2 separate regions of the Sus scrofa genome follow, and region 2 is linked to region 1. A link is a contact called in public Hi-C data. All regions are on one chromosome and are shown on one strand. Each heading gives the region's core, a stretch centred on a gene start, on an enhancer-like site or on the middle of the called end of the contact. The rest is flanking DNA. Distances are from core to core; before and after follow the strand shown. Region 1 holds the start of ZNF584 (zinc finger protein 584). Region 2 holds the start of UBE2M (NEDD8-conjugating enzyme Ubc12).

The links. Hi-C and Micro-C count contacts between places; a contact is called where the count stands out from the background.
Region 2: a contact with region 1 is called in a Hi-C map of liver, with 1.6 times the contacts expected there. The contact joins the promoter of UBE2M here to the promoter of ZNF584 in region 1. A contact is called at or near these places in 2 of 5 promoter capture datasets (both in liver), 11 of 47 Hi-C or Micro-C datasets (alveolar macrophages, embryonic fibroblasts, heart right ventricle and 6 more) and 2 of 2 datasets of contacts at active chromatin or transcription factors (alveolar macrophages and skeletal muscle).

The regions. Positions count from the first base shown.
Region 1 is chr6:62,989,905-62,992,604 of Sscrofa11.1, reverse strand. It overlaps ZNF584 (zinc finger protein 584), which reads right to left and starts at 1,391. Exons shown (of 3, transcript XM_021097413.1): 1 at 1-1,391.
Region 2 is chr6:63,107,206-63,109,905 of Sscrofa11.1, reverse strand. It overlaps UBE2M (NEDD8-conjugating enzyme Ubc12), which reads left to right and starts at 1,291. Exons shown (of 6, transcript XM_021097419.1): 1 at 1,291-1,835. The coding sequence starts at 1,727.

The DNA of each region.
Region 1 (2,700 bases), core at 142-2,641:
CCGGGTTGGTCTCTGGTGCCAACGCTGCCCTCAAAACGCTCGCACCGACAGCCAGCGGGGGCCAAACCGGAACCGCAGGGCAACGCCGGAAGTCCCACCCGCGGTGCCCCTTAGACTCCCGCAACGCAGAGCTCTCGTCACCTCTGACCCCGTGCGGGCGCTCAAAGACTACACTTCCCATGAGCGCAGAGGAACGGACATAGCCAATGATAGCCCAGGGGAGGGGCCCCGCATCAGCTTGGCGGGAACTTCCGGTGTCGAATTTCGACGGCTCCCTGCCCTCACACCAGGCGGAGGAATAGAGCGTCTACGTGAGGGGTGGCCTCCGGGAGGCTCCCCGAGCTCGCGGAAAGCGGCGCGGGCAGGGCTTGGGAGTTGGGGAGTCCCGCCACGTCCTGTAGGCGCGGGGACCGTGGCGAGTGTCTGGTCTCCCTTAGCTGCCGTGGCCCCAAAGGTAGAAAGGTGCAATGACATTCACTGATTTCAAGTGCAAAATTCGATGAGGTTGGAAAAATATTTATTATTTATGCCATTTATTAATATTATGTATGGCATTTATTAGATTCGAGTTACTTTTTGGGGTCATCTCCTTAGCCCAATACAGCTTTATCCCACCCACCTCCATTGTGCTGTTACTGGCAAGTATATTTGTTATTGGCTGAACAGTACAATTGTAAGTACATGTACTTTTAAAGTAAGAAATATGGGAGTTCCTGTTCTGGTTCAGCAGGTTACGAAGCCAACTAGTATCCATAAGGATGCAGGATCCATCTTTGGCCTTGCTCAATGGGTTGGGGATCTGGCCTTGCCATGAGCTGTAGTGTAGGCTGCAGACTCTGCTAGGATCTCAGGTTGCAGTGGCCGCTGTTGCTGTGGTGTATGCTGTAGCTCCAATTTGACCCCTAGCCTGGGAACTTTGATGCCACGGGTGCGACCCTAAAGAGCAAAAAAAAAAGGGCGGGGGGTGGAGTTCCCAGGTTAAAGGTCAGGCATTTTCACTGCAGCAGCTATGATCGCTGGGAACCTAGGTTGTACTGGGACCTTCCACAAGCCAAGGATGGGACAGGGTGGGGAAGAGAGCAGAAACCTCCAAGTCACCAAGACACAAGCCTGAGTTGGCACCTGTGCACTATTTAACAAGCATACATTCTGTTTATCAGGTGTCTATCTGCTGATGATAAATGTAATCCGTGTTCAATGCCAGCCTTTTTTTCACAGCAATACCCTAATTATCTGCAATAGTGCCCTATTTATTGTTAGACACTTTCCCCTTAAAACAGTGTGGTTCCTAAGTACATTTTATGTACCTTCTTGGAGCTGTTTCTGGAGAGTTGTGGGTTTGTTTTTGTCTTTCTAGGGCCGCACCCCCGGCAATATGGAGGTTCCCAGGCTAAGGGTCTAATCAGAGCTGTAGCTGCCGGCCAGTGCCAGAGCCACAGCAACACCAGACCCGAGCCGCCTCTGCGACCTACACCACAGCTCACAGCAACGCCGGATCCTTAACCCACTGAGCAAGGCCAGGGATTGAACCCACAACCTCATGGTTCCTAGTTGGATTCGTTAACCACTGTGACACGACAGGAGCTCCAAAAATCCTTTATGAGACTTGCGTTTTGCAGATAATTTCTCCTAGACTACGACTTGTCATTTCATACTGTTTCTTGTTGTCTTTCACAGAGCAGAATTTCTATTTAGAGAAGTCCAACTGTACATCTTTCTTCATGGATCATGCTTTTTGTGTTGTATCGAAAAGTTGCCTCAGAGTTCCTGTCGTGGCGCAGTGGTGAACGAATCTGACTAGGAACCATGAGGTTGCGGGTTCGGTCCCTGCCCTTGCTCAGTGGGTTAAGGATCTGGCATTGCCATGAGCTGTGGTGTAGGTCACAGATGCGGCTCGGATCTGGCGTTGCTATGACTGTGGCGTAGGCGGGCGGCTACAGCTGCGATTCGACCCCTAGCCTGGGAACCTCCATATGCCGTGAGAGTGGCCCAAGAAATGGCAAAAAGACAAAAAAAGAAAAAGAAAAAAAAAAGAAAAGTTGCCTCAATGCCAAACTCAAAAGTCACCTAGAGGGAATTCCTGTTGTAGTTCAGTGGGTTACGAACCCGACTAGTATCCATGAGAATGTGGATTCAATCCCTGGCCTCGCTCAATGGGTTAAGGATCTGGCACTGGCATGAGCTGTGGTGTAGGTCGCAGACATGGCTCAGATCTGGCATTGCTGTGGCTGGGGCCTAGGCGGGCGGCTACAGCTCCAATTCGACCCCTACCCAGAGAACTTCCATATGCCACAGGGCACCCCTAAAAAGAAAAAAGACTTTCCAACACTGGTGGCAATCTTATGGCCTTCCTTCCACATGAACCTTCTGGTGCCAAATGAGATAAGAGTTTCTGCTATAGACCGTCCCACAGTCAGAGCATCCGTAAGGCCTTACTCCAGTGTGAGCTCGCTGGTGCCAAGTAAGGCTGCAGTTTTGGCTAAAGAATGCACCACATTCTTTGCCCTCAGAAAGCCTTTCCCCAGTATGAATTCTCTGGTGCTGAGCAAGTGTGAATTTGTGGCTAAATGTTTTCTCGCATTGGAAGCACTTGAAACATTTTGTTTCACTGTGTACTTTCTTTCCTTTTTTGTGTGTGTGTTTTGTCTTTTGAGGGCCTCACGGCCTATGGAGGTGCCCAGGCTACAGGGTCGAATCGGA
Region 2 (2,700 bases), core at 42-2,541, 120 kb before region 1:
GCCTCTCCAACACTCAGCTCTCAAGGGAGTCAACCATACTGGGACTGTGAGGCTAGGGCTAGAAAGCTGAAAGAAGCTTCTGGGATGGTGGAAGGCGAATGGAAGGACCGAAAGGGAAAGCGGCTGCGCAGACAACACTGGGATCCAGTCCACGGAGCCCAAGAACGCCGAGGGTGCCTGGGCAGGGCCTCCGAGGAGGCTGGGCCCGGGATGGAGGCCAGACCAAGACCCAAAGGGATGGAAGCGACTTCCTGGGGTGAGGACGGAGCCCGATCGCCCGGCAAGAGGCCAAGGATCGTGCCTGCCGGCCCCCAGCGCCGCGCCGGGACTACTTCCCACAAAATGCCTCGGTAATGGCGGCACGTGGCCGCAGTGACGGAATGGAACAGGCGACGGGAGCCGCATTCGGACGTGAGAAGGCTGAAGCGCAGAGCCCCGGCCGGCCCACGAGCCGGGTCGCCCGCCCGGACCAGCCCTTTCTACGGCGCTCACAGCCTGACAGCACCCGTGGTAACATCCGGAAGTCGGTGAATCCTTCGGCGCTTCCTCCCGCCCCGCCCACCGAGGCACGTTGAACTGTGATTGGAGGGGAGGCTAGCCCCGCCCACAGCACGCACACCTCGAAAGGGCGTAGGGCGCCTCTGCCAAACAGGGGACACGCGCTGGGAGGCCGTGCCCCATGTTCCGTCTCCCGTGTAAATTTTCGCAGTGCTTGCTATTCTCTGCCACAGTACATGTTTTATTCGTTAGTTTACCTAAACCGGAGTCTCTGCGAGCGGGTTCTTCGGTTTGCAAGGGGACACGGAAGGTGCTGGACCCTGCACCCTCTAGGCCTTGCTCAGGCTCTGGCCCTGACCCTGCCTCAGCCTATGACCCGCAGGGGCAAGCACCTTGTTTGACCCACCTTCGCTGCCGTCCGCACGACTGCAGATGGGAATGGCTGGACCACAAATGAAGCGGCCCGCATCTGCCCCACTTAAAGACGGCCGCAGCACCGCCCCCTCCCTGGCTCCGCGGGCGTCCCCGGAAGTGACCACGGGACGGTCTGCACGGACGGAAATGCCCGAGCCTAGCCGAAGCAGCCCGATCCCCAGTCCCACCGAGAGGCAAGGCAGAGGGGCGGCGGCGGCGACGGCTGCTGCGCAGGCGCACAGAGCAGTTCGGGCGGGAAGAGCCGAGGCGGGCAGGCGGCGGAAATATCCGAAGCGGTGGGGCGCCCGAGGCCGTTGCAGACCTCCGCGCCGAAGCCGCCGCTGCCGCGGAAGCCGACACTCCTTCCGTACGCGGCCGCCTCCCCCGAGGCCCTCGCCTCCCCCCTTCCACCTCTAGCCGCAGACGCCCCTCGCGCAGGGAGCGAGGGAGCGCGCCAGCGGCGTAGCCAGAGAAGCCGGCGTCCCCGCAGCAGCTGGCCCTCAGGACACCGAAGTGGGCGAAGGGGAGGAGGGAGCGGCGGGTGGGGCGGGGCCGAGCGGGCCCGAGGACAGCCGAGCGGGCCCGAGCGCTGCCGAGCGAGCCCGAGGCGCCGGGCCAGGCCGGAGCCGACTACGGGAGCCGACGCGGGCCGCGCGGTGGGCGCGGAGCGGCGCGGCAGGCCGGGCGGGTGGCGGCAGCAGCCAAGAAGGCCGCGGCGGCGGGTCCGAGTGGCGGAGGCGGCGCGGGCGGCGGCGGGGGGCCGGGTGGCCGGGGTCCCGGGCCCCGCAGCGGCGGCAGCGGCGGCGGCGGCAGGATGATCAAGCTGTTCTCGCTGAAGCAGCAGAAGAAGGAGGAGGAGTCGGCGGGCGGCACCAAGGGCAGCAGCAAGAAGGCGTCGGCGGCGCAGTTGCGGATCCAGAAGGGTAGGAGGTCGGGGGATGAGGGTGGAGGTCGGAGGTCAGAGCCTGGGTGAGGGTGATGTGGTCGCCAGGGGGGTCAGAGATGTCGGAAATGGGGTTGCGGATGTGGGGATTGGAGATCGGGGCCCTGGGGGTGGGGGTTGGGGGTAATACAGTCATTGGAGGGGTCAGAGATGGGAGGCCTAGGATGGGGCGTTTAGGGAATTCCGAATGCCAGGCGTTTGATACTAGGAACCGGGAATCTGAGGGTCACGCAGTGGAGGGGGAGGACCAGGGATTCGAGAGTCTGGGGATCAGACGGGAACCTGGATGACAGGCAGAGGAGATACAGATAGCGGGGGCCGGGATTGAGGAATGGAGTGAGAGACAGTGTTTTATGCTGGAGCCATTAGGAATCAAGAGTCAGACGTGGTGAAGTAGGTTAGAGTCCTGGCATTCCTGGGTCAGGGGGCAGTCACATGGCAGTTTGGCTTTGGGGTGACACGAGGAGGAGAGGGATAGTGTGTGCCAGAGATTAGAGAAAGAGAAAGGTTGAGTTTAAACGATCACGCTGGAGATGCAGGTAATCTTATAGTCAGAGTGGTGTGGGTAGGAGGGCTGGGGACCCATAGATCTGAGGGTCAGGTGGGTACTTGGGTTTGGGATGACAAGCAGAGATGTAGATGAACGGTGGGGCTGGGGATTGGTGGAGGGAGTGATTTAGGGGGTGGGGAGGAATAAGTTCCTTGAGTGGGGACTCCTTTAGAAAGTGGAGGTTATGGCCAGGGATCCTGGGTGTGGGGTAGTCAGGGGCTTGATGGGGCATTTGGGAGTTGGGTTGGAGGGACCCAGGTGCTGGGACCTGGGACTTAGGGCTGTGGATTCAGAA